Regions from separate parts of the Mus musculus genome. Here region 2 is linked to region 1. The links are chromatin contacts, called in public capture Hi-C maps. All regions are on one chromosome and are shown on one strand. The core of a region is the stretch at or near the end of the contact, and the rest is flanking DNA. Distances in the headings are between cores, read along the strand shown.

Region 1 (5,334 bases), core at 564-3,063:
AGCTCCAGGTGAAAGAAGCTGGAAATCCCCTACATCCTATAAACAGCTCTCTGGATAGCTTAGTGGGAAAACAAGAAACCATATCAGTAAGCCTCAGATGGGCACTCAGTGATAAAAAGAAAGTGTATGGAATGGCTTTACGGAGAAAAGGGGTTTCTGTTACTTCTGTCTACTGTTAACTAAAGCTAATATGAACAAACTTGCATCTGGCACTTAAAGCAATGCCAGGCACAGCATGGGCATTAATGCCTACCTCCCATCTTTAATGCTTTATAAGCAATGTCACTGAATCCCAGGACACTAAGGTCACAAAGTGGTAAGAGGCGCACTTGGTATCAGAACATGAACATACAGGATGCAATCTGCACTACTGAGTGGGGTCTTAGCTCTAGAACCAAGTGGACTGTCTGCTGTAGACCAACCAGATAAATCCTTATGTGTGTGGATTATGAAAATGAGTAGAACTGGAAAATTCCACCCTATTGTAAAATAAATAACGGTAACAAAAATAGTAAGACATAAGCCAAATTAAATGTCTTCTAAGTATGATTTAATAATTTCAATATTTTTAAATAAAAGAGCAAAGGGGGACAGAATATGCTGGTGCCTGCTTATAACCCAGCTACTGAGGAAACAGTGATAGGAAGGTCACAGGTTTGAGGCCAGTAGACAACTTAGGAAGATACTGTCTCCCACTGAATTAAACCAAGTCTACAGAGTAGCTCAGTTTTATGCTGTTCCTTCCAGAGGAAAACCCTAGGTTTAATCTCAGTCACAAATCCCAGAATTTCATACCTAAGGGGAAACGAAACATTAGGATTTACTTCCGATGTCCTTGATAAAACAAAGGGTGAAACCAATACCTGACTCTGACATGCCTCCTCCAAGATCTTGCAGATTCAAGATGCAGAGATTCGAACAAATACCCGAGTTAATTTGCCTCCTTGGAAATCTTTCCTTTAAAGTTAAGACTTCAAAACGGACAAAAAACGAAATGGTCATTTTTATTACCCTAAATTTCCAAATCCCATCGCAGGTGACAGTCCACATGGACAACAACAAGCTGGCCTGATTTGGCCTTTCTGAGAAAGGAAAAGGAAACAATGTTGCTTTAAGGTATTCACCATCTCTTCTTTCCATGCTGTCTCTAATTGGAAGGCTCACATTCTCTCCTTGCAAAATGCTAAGCCAGCAATACAGTGTTAGAGAATCAGACCCCCGTGTGTATGCTGGTTCCATTTTTCAAATGTTACATTCGTGTAGACAAGTTGTGCAAAGTGCAGTTACCTCTCACTGTAAGCTATGGGAAGATTCCCTCCCTTCACTCAGCCTTGCTCATGCCTAGGAAAAGTGCCTCATCTCACGATTTTCTCCAGAGCTCTGCTCTGCTTGGATTCGGGGAGACAGAAGCAAGTACCTGAGTGCCTGGGCTCTGCACGTCTGGTGACAGTGGAGGTTCCAGAATACAGGCTTATGGTGGTATCATCATCATCGAGCATGTCCCTTGTGCTGCTGTATTTGGCCTGCATCCTGATTCCTGCAGAGATGCCGGTGAGATGTGCTCAGATTGCTCGAGAGGCCGCCTGTCTACCCTCAGATACCTCAGGAAACCAGGCACTGAGAGGCATTCTTAATAGTCTTTCCCTGCAAGCAGCAAGGGAAGCCTCTGACTCCAGTTCCTGCATGGAGAGACCCGGCCCCTCCCCTCTGAGCCTGTATTCAGAATGCCAAGTTAGTCTGGCTGAGGGGAAATCGCGTGTTTCTGGCTGGGCGGTCTGTGAACAGTTATTAAAATATCCGCCTTTTACAGACCCTGTGTGTATCTGCTTACAAATCTTTCAGAGTTGCAAGGTGGGGATGTGATGACCCCTCCTAGTAGCACTGAAGGTCCTCTGAGTCTAAAGCATAATCAGAACTGGAATTTTTTTTTCCCCAGTATGCATCACAATCTGATTACTCACCTGTACCTTTGGGGAAGGAGGAGAGACTCTTCCTGTCTCCAAAGGCAGAGAGCAACGCATTATTCACTGGGTGTCCCGAAGCAGACCCCCTGAGAGCATCCCAATCGATTTTAGTTTTTTATTTTACTCAAAAAGAAAGTGAAAGCTATTTAGGTGAAGTGATTTCTTTGGAGGTCACATAGCTGGCTAGGGTACGATTAGCTCTGAAAGGTCACCCCTGTTGTCCACTTCATATCCTTTCTTCTTACAGTATTCGGACTTGGTTTAACATTTTATAGCGCACCAGGCACACTGTGATCACAAGCAATCCCATGCTTTATTAGCAGTCCCGATTTACAGCGCTGTTATTAACTACTATGCTGGGAAGACAACTAGCTGTGTGTTCCTATAGTTGTAAGATAAGAAATGAGAAAATTGTCTCGGTCTATGTCCAGCCTTACTCCTGAAGCAGAACAGTATAATCTATTATTTGTCATGTTTATGTGAGTGCGTTGGAATAACTGAATACCTGAGACCAGATCATTCATACAAAATGAAAAAAATGTTTCTCATATTTCTGACTCAAGATCAAAGTGTTGACAAATTCATTGTTGAGGGGAGGGATGCATTCTCTAAGAGAGATACTGTACCATCATATAGTGGAAAGTGTGCGGTCAGGCCAGTAAATCAATCTATCTATCTATCATCTATCTATCTATCTATCTATCTATCTATCTATCTATCTATCTATCTATCTATCTATCACATACATATCTAGTTTACACAACTTACACACAGACACATACATATACATGTATACACACATATATGTATATATGTATGTATATATATAGGTATATATGTATATATATGTACATATGTATATATATATACATACACATATATATATATGTACACACACACACACACACACACACACACACGAGTTATTGTACTCTCATCACTCTACCAAAGCTGTTCTATATAGGTAATGCCTGGATAAAATAAGCACACTAAATACCACCTAGGGTAGAAACAGAGTTAGAGCAGCCAGAGCCTATAAAAGACCACCAGAAACTACAGACTGTGAATTTTCTTTGTTTCAAGCTGAAAGTTATTCATCTAATTATTATAATTTTAAGATGAGGAATAACAAAAACCATTTATTGAATAATGACTGGTTGAAAAGTTGGAGATAAAAATGTTTCTTTTTGCTTTGGGTTAGGCATTGAAGGTCAAGGTATGTAAGGCACAGAGTGTAATGACATATTAAGAAGATATAAATGTTAAAACTTATAGAGTAGCTGTGGTAGTACACATTTGGAACTCCAGCATTCACAGGACTGACCAGGTGGATCTCAAGTTCTTCTTTTTTTTAAATTATTTTTTTAATTAGGTATTTTCCTCAATTACATTTCCAATGCTAGCCCAAAAGTCCCCCATGCCCTCCCCCCATTCCCCTACCAACCCATTCCCACTTTTTGGCCCTGGCATTCCCCTGTACTGGGACATATAAAGTTTGCAATTCCAATGGGCCTCTCTTTCCAGTGATGGCTGACTAGGCCATCTTTTGATACATATGCAACTAGAGTCAAGAGCTCCGGGGTACTGGTTAGTTCATATTGTTGTTCCACCTATAGGGTTGCAGATCCCTTTAGCTCCTTGGGTACTTTCTCTATCTCCTCCATTGGGGGCCCTGTGATCCATCGAATAGCTGACTGTGAACATCCACTTCTGTGTTTGCTAGGCCCCGGCCTAGTCTCACAAGAGACAGCTATATTAGGGTCCTTTCAGCAAACACTTGCTAGTGTATGCAATGGTGTCATAGTTTGGAAACTAATTATGGGATGGATCCCTGGATATGGCAGTCTCTAGATGGTCCATCCTTTTGTCTCAGCTCCAAACTTTGTATCTGTAACTCCTTCCATGAGTGATTGTTTCCAATTTTAAGAAGTGGCAAAGTGTCAACACTTTGGTTGTCGTTCTTCTTCAGTTTCATGTGTTTTTCAAATTGTATCTTATATCTCGGGTATACTAAGTTTCTGGGCTAATATCCACTTATCAATGAGTACATATCATTTGAGTTCTTTTGTGATTGTGTTAACTCACTCAGGATGATGCTCTTCAGGTCCAACCATTTGCCTAGGAATTTCATAAATTCATTCCTTTTAATAGCTGAGTAGTACTCCATTGTGTAAATGTACCACATTTTTTGTATCCATTCTTCTGTTCAGGGGCATCTGGGTTCTTTCCAGCTTCTGGCTATTATATATAAGGCTGCTATGAACATAGTGGAGCAGGTGGCCTTCTTACCAGTTGGGACATCTTCTGGATATATGCCCAGGAGAGGTATTGCGGGATCCTCCAGTAGTACTATGTCCAATTTTCTGAGGAACCGCCAGACTGATTTCCAGAGTGATTGTACGAGCTTGCAACCCCACCAACAATTGAGGAGTGTTCCTCTTTCTCCACATCCTTGCCAGCATCTGCTGTCACCTGAATTTTTGATCTTAGCCATTCTGACTGGTGTGAGATGGAATCTCAGGGTTGTTTTGATTTGCATTTCTCTGATGATTAAGGATGCTGAACATTTTTTCAGGTGCTTCTCAGCCATTCGGTATTCCTCAGGTAAGAATTCTTTGTTTAGTTGAGCCCCATTTTTAATGGGATTATTTGATTTTCTGGAGTCCACCTTCTTGAGTTCTTTATATATATTGGATATTAGTCTCCTCTCTGATTTAGGATAGGTAAAGATCCTTTCCCAATCTGTTGGTGGCCTTTTTGTCTTATTGACGGTGTCTTTTGCCTTGCAGAAGCTTTGCAGTTTTATGAGGTCCCATTTGTCAATTCTTGATCTTACAGCACAAGCTATTGCTGTGCTATTCAGGAATTTTTCCCCTGTGCCCATCTCTTCGAGGCTTTTCCCCACTTTCTCCTCCATGAGTTTCAGTGTCTCTGGTTTTATGTGGAGTTCCTTGATCCACGTAGATTTGACCTTAGTACAAGGAGATAGAAATGGATCAATTCACATTCTTCTACATGACAACCACTAGTTGTGCCAGCACCATTTGTTGAAAATGCTGTCTTTCTTCCACTGGATGGTTTTAGCTCCCTTGTCGAAGATCAAGTGACCATAGGTGTGTGGGTTCATTTGTGGGTCTTCAATTCTATTCCATTGGTCTACTTGTCTGTCACTATACCAGTGCCATGCAGTTTTTATCACAATTGCTCTGTAGTAAAGCTTTAGGTCAGGCATGGTGATTCCACCAGAGGTTCTTTTATCCTTGAGAAGAGTTTTTGCTATCCTAGGTTTTTTGTTATTCCAGATGAATCTGCCGATTACCCTTTCTAATTCGTTGAAGAATTGAGTTGGAATTTTGAATCTGTAGATTGC
Region 2 (4,714 bases), core at 190-2,689, 1.9 Mb after region 1:
TTATGATTTTCTTAAAATCAATCGTCCCTGAACCCATGCCTACCCCTAGAGTTTGAGCCTTACCTCGGGGTCCAGGGCTCTGCCTTTGGGATCTCTGTCCTCTGATAAAAAGCCACAGGATGATTGCAAGAAGGATGAGAAAGCCGCCAACCAGGAGAGCCGGAACAATGATTACTTCATACTGCTTCTCTCGGACAACTGTGTAGGCCATAAATGGGGATAGAAGTAAGAATCCTGCCACAGTTCCCCCTACCCAGCATGCCTCAGTGCTCCTGAGTTCTCTTCATTCCCTTCAATGGAGACCCATGGAGGCCAACCTTAACCAGACACTAACCCTGTGGTTTAGACCATCAAGGATCTTTTTTTGTTATTTCTGATTGGCATGTCACCCTCACCCTATAAAAATGATGCCTTCCACCCCCTATTCATTTCCACTAGAAGTGAAACCACCCTCCTCCTGTAGAAACATCCAGAAATCAGTCTCTATTGTTCTGGCATCCGGTTACAGGCAGATGTGGTATCTGCATTTACCACACAGCTTGTCACTGAGACTGCATTCCAACAACACCCGGCTCAGGTGACCCTTCTCTCCCATGGCCACAGGGCCAACCTCCTCTGTTAGGCGCACAGAGGATGCACGGAGCACAGCGGCAGTGGTGCAGTATTTCCAAAGACTTCGTTATTATTCTAGGGAAAAAAAACAAAAAACATAAAACAAAAAACAGCACATGTAGAAAATTTAAATATACCTATGACACTCTAGTTACTAAGCACATAGTGTCTTTTCTGAGCCACCCACTCCTCTCTGCTCTTTTTTCTAAAATTCAGTCTGAAAAACATTCATTTCCCCCCAATGCATTTTACTTTCTCTCTTTTGCAACTTTCCAGCCTTGCTCCTTTTTTCATTGTTATTGAAAGTATTGTAAAGGCACCCTAGACTTATGTGATCATGCTGAAGTAGGGACCCGCCGAACCATCCTGACTGCTGATAAATATCTACCCCTGCTACAATCTTGAAGCATGTTAAATTCATTTCAGCTGCATGTCACATTTTTGTACATAACATTTCATTCCACCTTTATCCAAACCATTGTCTGAATAAATATATATGGCAAATGCCAAGAGATGATTTATGCTTTTTTTACATACAACATATAAATATTTTATTTTACATCAACCAACTGAAATATAATGTAGGAACAATTTCCAATAAGTTCAGTGGGACTTTGTGGGGGCTGGATGGAGACAGAGTTTCTCTGTGTAGCCCTGGTTATCTTAGAACTCACTGTGTAGACCAGGCTGGCCTTGAACTCCAGAGATCTACCTGCCTCTGCTTCCCTTTAATTTTAAAGCAGAGTTTCATGTAAAGTTACAAGTACACAACAGATGTGTCCTCTTTCTCTGTATCCCTCACCCAGTTCCCCCAATGACCACATATTAATGTAACTATGCAATACCAAAACAAGGCAACTCACACCTGCAAAAACAGCACTCTAGAGACAAAGACAGCAAGATGGCAAGTTAGAAGCCAGCCTGTGGCTACCTAGTAAGTTCCCTGTCTACCTTAGTATGTGTGTGATCTCTGTATACCCCAGCATAACTGCTCTGTCTCAAGCTCTAGCTAGCACTGTCTCCTGAACGACACTCACGCCCTCCTGTATTACACCTAACTCCTGGTAACAAGGAATCTGTCTCATCCCTGTATTATTTTGTCATCATATTATATAAATGGAATCATACAATAACACATGTGAGATCACCTTTCTCACTTGTATTATTGTCCTTGAAATCCATCCCAGATCAATAGTGACTTTATTGTCTTCACTGAGAAGTGGTATAACCATCCTGGAAGGAGCCATCAGATTGCCAAGGCATTACCCCCAAAGTTGGAATTTCCATACAAATCTCATGTTGAAGGAAAGGGCTGAAGCCTGATGTCAGTTTTTGCTTGCCTATTCTGATTTACTTGCACCCTCTGAAGAATTAAATAGACATCATTTATTAACAAAAGCTTTTTGGTCCCTTAGCTCTGAAAGCTTATGTGGACCTCCTCAATACCTATCAGAGGTAGTTCAACAAACCCACATTCTAACCAGGTCCTATACTATAGAAAGTGTCACTATAGAAAGAGCCATCTTTTTTTTTTCTCCTTTAAATAAAAAGGAAATACATCTATATGAAAATGTGCTTCAAACAAACATAGGGCTGGGGAGATGATTTAATATGTAAATTGCTAGCTGTGACTGCCTGAGAACCCAAGTTTGGATCCCTGGAATTTGTGTATCCCAGCCTTCCTGGATGAGAGGCAGAAAAACGGAGCACCTCTAAAGCTCACAGGCCTGCTAGCCTGCTGCACACTGCAGGTGAAACAACAAACAGAGCCTGGAACAAGAGGTCTGATATCAGACGATGTCCTTCACAATAATGTAGTGGCATGCAGACACTCACACATGAATTTAAAATCATAATGTAAAATATTGTAGCATAAAAATGTTTCCTGCTCCAGTTAACAATTCTCCAAATAGATTACAGTGACTAGTTTCTTGTTTACTGTTGTAGATTCTTTTTATTAGTAATCTGCTTTGTCCTTTGGAAGTTTCATACAAGTATATAATGCATTTTGGTCCTCTCCCACAAAATACACACACACACATTTTCCTCCTGCCTCTTCCTTACAACACTCCTTCCTTTATACATTAGTTTGTTGGGTTTTTGCTTCTTTTTATTATTATTATTATTTTTTTTATACCCACAGGGTTTAACTTGGGCCACCTGTGTGACCCTACATCACCAATGGGGTGCATAACTGTGTGCTTTGCCTCTCTCTCAGCTAAAAGTCTGCTAGTTAGCAATATGTTAGCAGTATGAGGTAGGGTTCAGGAGCCCCTTCTCCCTCCATAGCTGACTTGGAAAAGCCCAACCCTGTGGACCTAGTGCTGCTGCTCATAGCACAGCTGCTGTGACTGAGCAGGCTCTTTATCTAACCACTTTCAACAACTCGTACAACTCACACAACTTTTAAACGACACCTCCAACCCTGCTTCTTTCTGAACAGAAGCAATAGTTCCCACTCTTCCATGTGTTTACCAACTTACTCTGTGCCCTTGCTGAGAGAAATGGTGGCTCTGGAGTCAGTGCAGCCTACTGCTTTAATTCTGACCAGTCTGAAACCAAATGTAGGGATTTTCTTAACTGTCAAGTTAGCCATCCTAGGTTACAGACCATCCCAGTTGCACATTGAGTTTTAATATTGGTGCTGATGATCAAGATGCTACTTACTGAAGCACAGGCTCCCTGTCAAAAACAAAACAAAACAAAGCAAAAAGCAAAAAACAAACAAAAAAAATAAAAAACAAACAAGCAACAACAACAAAAACATAAGCAAAGAAATCTGCCAGCTCCAGCCTCACACCTTTTCACTTTTCCCCAATCATGAGCAGACACTGTGGATCACAATTAAACGAGGCAGAAGGGAGACAGGTGTGTGGCAGGCTAATTAGGAGTAGGCAGATGGTGAAAAATTGCACACAGGAGAGAGAATCGACTGGGCAATCCCAGCACTCAAGAGGCAGAGGCAGGAGGACCTTTGTGAGTTTGAAGCCACCCTGGTCTACACAGTGAGTTCCAGGACAGACAGGACTACATAGATAGACCCTTTATCAAAAAAAAAAAAAAAAAAAAAAAAAAAAAAAGAGCAATGGGTGTGGGGGGAGAAGAGAGAGAAAGAGAGAAGAGGGATAGTGATAGAGAGAAAGGGATAGAGAGAAAAGTTTTCTCTGTGAGTTTGCTCACAGCATGTAGTCTATAAAGACATTGAGCGGAGAAGTCTACCTCAAGTAGGTGGTGAACCAAAACAGCAAAGAGAAAAGCAATTCAGAAGACGTCCACCTTCCGGAGACCATGGGACAGGAGAGATCCTGATGACATCAGCAAAAACAGCACCCAGCATGTGGAGCAAAGGAGAAGGTCCTGAAAGCATGTCAGCTGGGTGCTCAGAGCCTGTTTGAAAATGTCTCAGGGTCCAGGCATTCTTGTTTTCATTTCCTCTTACTTCCTTTTGGGGATGTTATCAGATGTAAGTAATTATTTTTGTTCAGGGAGCAGCCAGTTGAACAAGTTTGGCTCCCTGGTGAGTAGGTGCTAGGAACACAATCTCTACACAGTACAAGTGAAAAAAAAAAAAAAGTTAGTCAGCAGCCAGCTCAGAATGTGAGCTCCGCCCAGAAATCAAACTACACGCCCACTAGCACATACCAAAGGAAGACTGTGTGCACAGACTCCACACTGAACTGGCCATAGCCAAACAGTGTCCCAAATCCAGTTTCCTTTCCTCATGTTTGCCTATACAGAACATTCACTTAAGACAGCATCAGGCCTTCATGTATTCTTCCTGAGCATGGCTTCTTGCCCCTAGTAGTTTAAGGAAACTAGGATCATGAACACCTGGCTAACCAACACACTCTGTGAAGCTGCTTCTGAGATATTTATATGGGCGGAGAGATGAATTGAGGCTAAAGGTACTTCCTGTGCTAGTCTGGCAACCTGAGGACAATCCCCAGGAAACAAAGGGTAGAAGTGAGAACTCTTAAAAGCTGTCCCCTGACTTCCACACAGTCATGATGGTGTGTGTGTAAGCGCACATAGTAAATAAAGAACTGTAAATAAAATAAAATAAAATAAAGCCAAGAAAGATAATTGTACAATAAGCCCTTTC

The links. Capture Hi-C pulls out chosen DNA fragments and counts their contacts.
Region 2: a contact with region 1 is called in a capture Hi-C map of embryonic stem cells, with 6 times the contacts expected there. The contact joins the promoter of Styk1 here to the promoter of Clec1a in region 1.

What each region holds. Positions count from the first base shown.
Region 1 is chr6:129,450,187-129,455,520 of GRCm38.p6, forward strand. Clec1a (C-type lectin domain family 1, member a) reads right to left here and starts at 1,814. Exons shown (of 6, transcript NM_175526.3): 1 at 1,418-1,814. The coding sequence starts at 1,529.
Region 2 is chr6:131,312,388-131,317,101 of GRCm38.p6, forward strand. It overlaps Styk1 (serine/threonine/tyrosine kinase 1), which reads right to left and starts at 1,440. Exons shown (of 9, transcript NM_172891.2): 1 at 532-1,440; 2 at 64-198. The coding sequence starts at 595.